Linked DNA regions of Drosophila melanogaster: region 2 is linked to region 1. A link is a contact called in public Hi-C data. All regions are on one chromosome and are shown on one strand. The core of a region is the stretch at or near the end of the contact, and the rest is flanking DNA. Distances in the headings are between cores, read along the strand shown.

Evidence for each region. A called contact is a pair of places that touch in the nucleus more often than the background predicts.
Region 2: a contact with region 1 is called in a Hi-C map of the OSC cell line, with 7 times the contacts expected there. A contact is called at or near these places in 21 of 107 Hi-C or Micro-C datasets (the Clone 8 cell line, the Kc167 cell line, the OSC cell line and 7 more) and 2 of 7 datasets of targeted methods (both in the Kc167 cell line).

The regions. Positions count from the first base shown.
Region 1 is chr3L:4,119,898-4,125,054 of dm6, forward strand. It overlaps Chd64 (Chd64,), which reads right to left and starts at 2,491. Exons shown (of 3, transcript NM_139603.3): 1 at 2,259-2,491. The coding sequence starts at 2,312. It overlaps ens (ensconsin), which reads right to left. Exons shown (of 13, transcript NM_001300004.1): 12 at 5,022-5,157; 13 at 3,010-4,955. The coding sequence ends at 4,939.
Region 2 is chr3L:4,157,996-4,163,152 of dm6, forward strand. It overlaps nab (nab,), which reads right to left and starts at 2,937. Exons shown (of 6, transcript NM_001274478.1): 1 at 2,336-2,937. The coding sequence starts at 2,654. mas (masquerade) reads right to left here. Exons shown (of 9, transcript NM_079195.3): 7 at 4,718-5,157; 8 at 4,382-4,659; 9 at 3,671-4,322. The coding sequence ends at 4,000.

The sequences.
Region 1 (5,157 bases), core at 1,241-3,740:
GGGCCAAGTGTTCCACTTACGTGTCGCCCGCACTGATAGAGATACCCGTACCTATACTGATATATAGATACAGATACAGGGAGGTGCGTGCTGCGGATGTACAAGTGTGTACACAGTGTCTTTCACATATGCACTGCTAATTGAGTGTGGATTCTTGACTCCGAAAAAGGCCAAGTGATTAGTACGTGGCCCATGTGCCGCCAATGCGGTGAGATACAGCTGCGAGCGTGGAGGGAGTTGGAAAAGAAAACAACTACAGTGCGGCTTCTTAGGGGTGAATTTCCAGAAAGGAAATAGTATCATGCTGAATCTAAGATTGCTAAACTAATATATTCAATCGTTTATGTAGTTACAAATTAGTAAACATACTTTGAGTAACTTGAGACCTTTCTGCCTCATTCCTAGAACTTTCCCGACAGCTGGTGCTACGATCCCAGGAAAGGGTTGAAAATAAAGGGGCTACGAATTCCCTGGCCGAAACTTGAGATCCATGCCAATTTGTCGGTGACTGGTCGTAAAAGTCGGAAAAAGCACACACGCAAGCACGGAGTGTAGAGAACCCATGAGACAAACAAAAATATTGCTTTCATACCTTTTTGCCTCACTTTTGTTTTGCTGTTTGCTTACGCCACATACTCAGTTTTAAGTGCTCATGTGGTGGAAAAGGTGCTGCTATCGCCTCTACCTCCTGTCACCCCCAAAAACTCAAAACCCGAACCCGAATCCCCCTCAGAAGATATGAGTGACTCCCAGCGAGCGGCAAAAGTGCTCAAACTAACAACGCCTTCGAGTTGAATGGATCGCGAAGGGATCGAGGAGCACCAGTGGAGGGACAGCTGAAGGAATGACATCATCGCCTTCGGCTCCTGGGGAGCCATTCGATCGCGGCTTGGAGTCGCGCCAGCAGCTGCGCCTCCAGGCACTCGCCTCTATTTCTCTTATTTTTCTATACCCTATGCCAAGGTTCTTCCTATTCCAAGTACCAAAATGTTTTAGCTTAACATGATATGGCATAAATAAACACTACAGAGTTCTCATAATATTTTTCATAACCATAGTGCCTGATATATCACCATAAACCACGTTAAAACATACTTCATACTGTGTTTTAAAACATACTGTGTTTTAAAAATGCGCTAGTACAGATAATACCGATAAACAAGGCCTTTTGCCAAATGGCTGACTCAAGAGAATGAAATCCGGGTGGAAATACTTTTAGATAAGCAAAGCTAAAGCAAAACAAAATATTTCAGTTTGTCAACAACTTGGTAAAGTGCTCCTCAAGGGTATACAAAACTTCGGATATGAAAAATCTCGATTATTTGTTTCGTTTTTTGTTTGGGCAATGCTGTAACTGTAGTTGTCTTGTTGTGGATTTCGTCGGACTGCACTTAATCCCCTGTGCCGGCGACATATACAATTTCACTTGGGGCTGCCCAGGGGCGGTTGGAATTGCGTAACCCCGACTTGACGAGGGCCAAATGGCCGAAGGGTACGGGTAACCCATCCCCAACCCCATCCCACCCACAAAAGCCCGATGCATTTGTATGAGTGCATTTGAGGCAAAGTGCTGCTAATGGACGGAACTAATGTCAATTTACATTGCGGAAGCTACCATGCTGCAATAGTTGGGTTGAGATCATCCAAAGGGTCTTCCTTCTACAGTGGATACTCCACAAGTAGCACCTATGTATTCAGACTTGCTTTTATTGCAGCACAATTAATTAGGATTATATTAGCTCATCTTTATAATGTATACTGTTCGAACTTGGGATATTATTCATATCGAAATTTCCAGAGCTTTACTAACTACTACTAATTGTTTGATTTATGGATAACCAACTGTTTTCTCGATCTTCGATTTGAATCACCCGCACTGACAATGCCTCAAAATCACCTAAATCATCTTCAAGCTTTCGAATTACGCATGCATTACACATGTGTGTACATGCATGTATATATTCCTATATACATATGTATGTACATAAATACTTGTTCGACTTATCAGCGAAATGAGGTCATTCCTTGTTAGACGCTGGCAATTTCAAGACCATTTTTGGCTAATTTTTGGCATTTGGCGCGCGAAGATAAAATCTTGACAACGCAGCGCCAAATAAAGTCAATGCAGCTCTAAACTCACGCACACACCCGTGCAAAAGTTGATTTTTTTTTGGGCAATTTGTTTATTGTGTTGTTTTGTTTGGCGCTCTTCGGTTTTTGGGTGGGGGGTGCGGTTGTTGTTGCTATTTGGTACTTACTTTGCGCTGGGCCTCGGCGGCAAAACCAGACTTCGCTGCACGGTTGGACGCCATAGTTATTTGATGAAGAAACGGGTTTGCAGGGAGCTAAAATGTAGGTTGGTCTTGGGCTGAACTGCACCACTGTCCACTGGAATGTGTTTGCCGCGGAATAAATCGGAGGGAGCGCAAGGGTTAAGGCCAAGTTGGTTGGGCTACGTCCGTTCGCAACGAAAACTTACTACGTTATGAAAGGCGGTCCGAGCTGCGAAACAGAGGAAAGCTCGCCAACAGTTTAGTGTTGTAAAGCACACTCAGTCTTGTACCTAGTAGGTTGGGTACAACATAAAAGCTCCAAGCTGCGCTTATCAGCGGCAGCTGATTTGTTATGATGGCATTGATGATGTCATACCGCTTTGTTAACGGCAGTTGTTTTTCAAATAATAAAACATGGAACTATCGAGCACTGGAAACAATTTTACACTATATAAGTATAAATTTAAAATTTCTGGTTCATTTGCCTTCTAAACCAGTAACTTTTGTTTTCAATAGGTTTTGAAAAGATAATGAATCTGAATCAGTATGATTTCCATGATCCACCTGTTGCTTTACTTTTAATAGAAGTCAACCACTATTAGTGCTACTTTTTGCGGTTGTGTACAAACTATCCGATAAGATTCGCCAGAGTAAAGTTCCATTGAAAACTTCCTATGTTCCCCCTTATCGAGAGGTTCTTGCAGCAGCATTCCATTCAGATGACCATGACATTTTTGGGGGACTTTCTGGAAACCAAGAAGTAGCGAATCGCATTTGGATGATTGCCTTGAGAATTAGTTACAGTTTATTCACATAAATATATATTTTGTTTAATCGTATAAATTATGCAATTGTGGATTTACGATAAGAAGCGAATTTCTTTAGTGTTTCAGTGTGGTTCTAAATAAATAGGGGAATTGCTTGTATAATTTGTTGTTCTATTTGTCGTGTTTGTTTTTTTTTTTTTATGTGTGGGTTGTGATATATTTAATATTAGAAATACATAATTCAGCTTGATCTTCAAAGGTTTGTTATGTTGGTAGCATACACATTTAACTTATGTGGGCTTGTCTTTTGTTTTGATTATATCGCCATTTGGTTTATAACATAGGAAAGCAGTAATTAACTAGAAGTTAGGGCTTATTAGTTGCATACACATATTGCCATTATAATATATTATTCTATTAACGGTTTTCGCATGCGAATAATATGCCTGCTATATCTGTTTTTATAACCGATCTGCATACATCGATCATGCATCCTACTAATTGTTAAGGCCCTTTCGCTCAGATACAAGTGGGTAGTGTGTGATTTTCGTATTATATATAAATCGATTCATTTTTTACAATCTGTTATGCATGCTTCGAGGGGGACGACTCTTTAAAAAATAATCATCATAATTTATTTTTGCACATGGATAAATACAAATTACAAATATAAATGTGTATATGTATATATAAAAAATCATTTACCAAAAAATATATACGTAGACGCAAAAGAGACGCAATAATATACAGAGAACATTCCTATAATAAAGGGTGACATAAGCATAATCAGATTTGGGACTCCTACTACAAATAGTACAACATGGTAGAACTACCAGTTCCACTAGACCTAGGCATGTGTATATCAAGCACTGACATCTGTGATTACAGTGGGTGTATATATCCGCGTGTAATTGTTTTATTGTTTACAGGCTACCTATGTATCTGCTCGACTAGCTGCGAACAGTATCAGCAAATAATTTCAATTGAATTTCCTTATTTCCTCCTCTTTCCTATGTTTTTTTTTTTTCGTTTGTTTCGTTTTGTTTAAATAAATAATACCTCACGATTCGTTGGCTCAACGTATTAAACTTAACTTACAGAACAACTGTGCAAAGTTGGGCAAAAAATAAAGAGGGGGTTCGAATATGCCCTCCTAGCAGTGAGGCGCTGTAAATGTGGATGGGTTAATGGTATGTGGATACCGCGTCTTCGTATTCTTTTATTGCTTGCTCGGGACCCGTCCACACACAATTCGATCTGGGTGCCCCGTAGAATCTCGCGTTGTTGTTTATACTAGGGGTTTGTTGTCTACTAATTTTATATAATTTTCAATTATATACGCTGCTTCGGCGTCGGCCCAGGCGATTATCCTGCTCTCTGGCTCAAGTTATACTCAATGTAAGCATGCACTTTCAACTTTTGAAGCGAGTTTGTAATTATATTAGATCGAAACGCAACGATTCGAATCGAAAATTGCATCAAATGTTCTTTTTTTTAGCTTAGTTGTAGTACTTCACAAACAGATTTCTTTGATATTAAATTGCTTCGCAAACGATCCCCGATCTCTGAGGAGGATGTCCCCACCATATCTCACGCTTTCTCTTTTAGGGTTTGTCTTAGTTCTTAACTAATTTTTATCTGCAGCTGCTCGGGATCGGTCTTATCGTTACTCCCGCTCTGATTCTGATTCAGATCTATCTATATAATGTGTACGTTTAAATATATAGGTTTTTTTAAGCTTTTACGTTTTCCTGTTTTTAGTAACCATAATTTGTCGCACTGTCCACTCGCATTCCTATATAGATCTCATCCTATAAATAAATACTCCGACTCCACACACATTTAGCTATATCAAGATTTAGGTTTAGAAAACAATCAGTTTGGTTTCCTCATCCAATTCACAGCAGCGATATATCTGTCGTTGGTAGAAACAGGATTATATTAAAGGACTATTATGAGCAATAAATGAAATCAATGGTACCTTTATTTTCGTGACTATCAGCAGTGACTAGCGTGGTGGTTGCCGCTGTGCTCGTCAGCAAGCTGTTGTTATTGTTCAGGTGTAGATCTTGTGACTCGATGCTCAGGTCAATCAGCTGGGTGGCGACCGGAGCGAC
Region 2 (5,157 bases), core at 1,687-4,186, 39 kb after region 1:
GAGAGGGGCAGCCGGTGGTAGCAATAAATAAATGAGACGTGATTTCAATACACAAATAATGTGAATGGTGGGGGGAACGGGGGGGATATGGCGAAGCGGGAGGCTGGGAAGGCGGAGAACTGGGGACACTTTGTTGTGGCTGCTCCAGCTCCTCTGCTTCTGCGGATTGTTGCTGATTTTTTATTTATTTAATTTGCGGGTTTGGTTTTCTTTTTTTTTTTTGCTTGCTTTCATTTTTTTTACCCACTGCGTAAGAGCCGATGCTGCGGCTGCTGTTGTTGTTGTCATTTGCTAAATATGCTGTTTTTATGCGAACGGCAAATGGTGAAGATGGACAAAAAATTAACTGCAGTAACTTTTTAGTTGGCACTTGGCAGCAATAATGACATTCGACGCCACATACCAAGCAGCTGCCCAAGCAGCCAGGAGCAGAAAACGGAAAACCGCGAGCAGCCAGCAGGATAGGCACTTAGAAAAAAAGTGTGGTTGATTCTGATAAGATGTGATAATTGTTTCTAATGGAAATTATAATTATATATATTTCATACAAGGCGTCTCTGAGCATTAAGTTAAGTATGTACCTCGCTCATGCCTATATTATTTGTATTATTTTGACACACTTTTCTCACAGTGCATTTAGAAAATGCGTTATAGTGCATGTGTGTGTGTGTGTGAGCGGTCTGTGTGTGCGTGTGGAGCGGAGCAGTCAATCGTGCGATCGCTTCGATTATGGGCAAAAAGTAGACGCCGGACTTTGCAGACTTTGACTTGGAGAGTTGGACCTGGAATCGGAACCTGGAACCTGGAACCTGGGACTTGGGACTGGGACCAGGGTCTGAATCCTCCTCCTCCTCCTCCATTCGATCCTCCCTTTCTGCTTGGCATCGGCAATGGGCAAGTAACCGAAACTATTTCTCATATACAACGATAAATTAAAAGCCAACTTTTTCAACGACCAAATTCTTGTCGATCAAAATTCCATTGGTGGCAATAACGTGGACCGTACGTGCCAATGGCCAATGGCCCCGGCAGAGGAACCATAACCATAACCTGCACAGGAAAAGAATAATGTCTGTCCAAAATATTAAGTGCATTATTTTCGGGGTCATTACGATCTTAATCTTGCCAATTTGAGGGTTTTAATAGGACCTGTTTCGCCATGTCCATTGTACTTGTATAAATCTAAATAAAAGATACACTGGATACTCATTGGAAATGCTATGTTATATTAAGTGATACCAACTAGATAATATAAGTTGATTGAATCACTAAGAACTGGATATATATATGTTTTTTTCTCTGTGTGACGACATCTTTTCTTTCGGCGCTTGAGCATTTTTTCCAACGAGAACGCGTCTCGTTGGTTGCCTCCCCTTCCGCCAACTGAGATTTATTGAAATATTTTACTACCCTCATCGCTTGGGGTGAGTTTTTTCCGTTTCCTTACAACGTTTTTTCATATCACCCCTAAGACGCGACCTATCATCATGAGGTTCATCTAACGGCTGCCTAGGAAAAGGCATCTTACCTGGGTCTGGCATGGATCCTATTGGATGAAGTCTGCCATTGCTGCCTTAAGAAATCCTAGACCTTGAGCAAATATGCAAAGTAAGACACCCCAAGCAATCGAGCACCGAGGAAATGAAAACCGGAACAGGGTCCGCTATTTTTTAAGAAATTAAATTATTACCCAGCAAAGGTAACTTTCAGCTTCCTTTGTTAATAGACGGAGGTCCTTGAAGGACAGGGACAAGCTCCTTCGGTTTTCCGTTACATAACATCGCCAGACAATGGAAGCTCGCGAAAAGAGCGCGAAAATTGCAGCATGTGGCTGGATGAGGATTCCTTTGTCAAAGGATTCGTTGCGGTCGAAGGATCAGGATTGGACACAATAACATTTATACAAATGAAGACATCTGCATGAGCCAATGACGAAAGGATGTGCATGGCTTTCGGAGATAATTAGAACCTGTATCAGCAAATTTTTTTTGGTATTTTTAACGACAAAAACTATATTCAATTACCATCAACATAAACCATTTTGAAAGCCTTTAGAACGCAAAGAAATTAACTGACAGAAAATAGTTTATAATTATGAAAACAGGCATCCTTCACAAAGAATTTCTATTAGAAACTTTTAATTTGTTTCAAAACAATTAGTTCCCTTTCTACAATTGTACTTTGATTACCAAAGTTTATTTTTTAAGTGAGAGCATAGAAAACCTTTTACTTCTATCCACAACTGTACTGTGTTCACTAGTGTAACACAGCACAGTAATATCCTTGGAAATCCTTTTCACCATATTACAGCATCAGTTAATAATAAACTACTTACTTGTTCCATTCGCATTCCTTCCAAAGATCTTGCCCTGCGGACTCATAATGGGACTGGAGGAGGCCGACGGAGCGCCCGAGAGCGATCTCTGTCCCTCGGATAGTCCGCTGGCTACGGACAGATTGTACAGATCCTCCGTCTTGGGCATTTCCAGACTGGTGGTCAGCAGCTGTGACTGTGTGGCGGAGGCGGATGCAGATGCTGTTGCGGATTGGCTGTGTCCTTTGCTGCTGGTGCTGGCAGCTGGCGATGGACTGGATGTGGATGTGGTGGTGGCCACCGCCGTCGTGGGTGTTGTGGGATTCGAGCTCGCCTCCATTGCGATAAAACACGTTGGCAAACGATGACGGATTAAATTAACGCGATTGGCACGAAAGGCGATCAAATACCAGGCACAAACACAAAGAACCAGGACGAAATGCATGCAAACTAGGATCTAGGATCAGGGATCGAGGATCGGAAGAGTACTACAGGCTACGATTAACTACACTAGATAAGTATATAAGACTCTTTAGGGAGAGTTAAACAGAAGATTGTAACGGCAGTAACGAAACTCGCGCCACTTTCAGTCTCTCTAATCTCTGCGATCCGCTCAGCTCGAGGCCAGACGAACTTCTGTGCACGAATCCCAGAACGGACATCTGAGGAACCCTTTTGGAACCGGCCGACGACAACGAAGCCAACGAAGCCACCCGAAGTCCACCCGAGTGCCGGGCGCTTTCGTTTTCTATCAGCCGGGGCAAAAAAAAAAAAAAGGGTTAAAATCAGGGATAAAAACAAAACCAAACAAATTGTTCGGAGGGTTAGGAACGTAGGACATTGGTTTCCAGATTTGAGGGTTACTTTTTATCTGCCGATGCTCAAGATTCTCTTAGAGAACAATCATTCTCTCTCTCTTTTCGCAATTGAGCGACATTGAGTGAGTTTTTGTGCTCCGCCTCTTGAGAAGCACTCAAAGATTCGGAATGCCGGAGAGACTTTCCAAAAGATCCTTTTAATGTTTTTTTGGTGAAGAATTCCGTTAAATCTGTTGGGAATATTCAAATTTCAGCAAAAAAAAAATAGGTTGTATAAGATTGCATAACCCTTTTCCCATGTCAAATGAATCATTATGCAACTGCATTTTTTCGTACTAGAAAAGAAAAATCTGCTCTCCTTTGCCGCCAAAATTCGAAAATATTTAAATATCTTTAGGAAAAATATATATTTGAAATTTTGTAAGCAGTTTCTTGTGGAAAACGAAGAAACAGCTTATTGTAAAATATGATCATATATTTAAAAAATTAATTAAACCAAACCCTTTTTACCCAACCAAATCCATACTCAAATGTTTATATAACTGAAGATTTTTTGTATTTATTTTGTATATACAAAAACATTTTACCATAGGGCGTTATCAAATAGGGGAATACTTTTAAAGATTGCCGTCTACGCTACCGATAATCATAATAGTTAATATAGTTGCTTTCTGGATTTGGAGTCATTAGAGTTAGGTTTAGGTATGAATAGATTACACTAGGATGGAGTTACGTTAGCAGTCGAAGAGCGGGAACCCCTGGAAACAATCGTAGGCTACACCAGGCTAGTCGTCAGTCCTGGAAATCGCCACAAGAGCGGGGTTCCTCCCGCACATGGTGTCAGTGTGTCCTTTGCGAGATTCCTCACTATAAGTTATTCACGCTGATGATCTGGTTGATCCAGCCGATGAACGAGGACGTCTTCACATAGACGCCGGGCACATCCTGTCGCCCGCAGCCGAATCCCCAGGAGACGAGGCCGGCCAGCTCGTAGAACCCATCATCTTGGCAAACTAGTGGACCACCTCCATCGCCCTGGCAGGCATCGTGTCCCTCCTCTCCGCCGGCACAGAAACTGGAGGCGGGCAGGATGAAGATCTTCTCCGTCACGGCGTTCACCTTCCGTATGCACTCCGTATCGCTCACAATGGGAATCTCCGCCTCACGCACTCGCAGGGGAATGGGACCAGCTTAAAAGATGACCAAAAGTTAGAAGCTATCAAAGTAATCATAAGGATCTAGTCGCTACCTTCACCCATATATCCGTATCCGGTCACCGTGCATCGCTTGCCCGCCGCATGGCTGACTCCTCGTGCAGGAAGACACACCAAGCACACTCCATCTCGAAGCTCCGCTTGACCATGGAGCTTCAGGAGAGCAATATCGTTGTCCAGGGTCTGGCTATTGTGGTTGTGATGGATGTAGGTGGTGGCCACGCGCAATGTCTGTGCTCCTGGACTGCCGTATTTCCGGGTTAGATCGTAATCACCAACCCGCACGTAGATAGCATCTCCGGAACGAACAATGCTGGAACAGGAATAACGTTAGGAATCATATATTCCTTGTTAAAGAAGTCACCACTTACTTGGTCACACAATGGGCTGCGGTAAGAACCCACTGGGTTCCGATTAAAGCAGCTCCACATAGATATTGATTCAAGGAATTGATCAAAGCCACCTGCCAGCACCACTCTCCATTCTCGCCATCCTCTCCTCCCACCACTCGTGCCCTTCGTCTTCCGCTGAAGTTCGACTGGAGTCCGTAAAGAGACCTCTGTTGGTAGTATTCCGGATAGACCAGATCCGGCTGATCTGCCTGAGCTTGGTGATTGTGGTACGAACGTAATTGGTTGCTCTGTAGACTGCTGGACTCCACTAGGTCACCCAGTTTGTCGTTGTGAATCTGGATGGGCACAATGGCGGATCCTAGGACCAATCTCTCATTGGATTTGTTGAAGTTGGGAGAGTATCCGGCGGCGGAGGTCATCTGGCGAGCTGTTCTCTGTACTCCGTACTTGGCACGGGC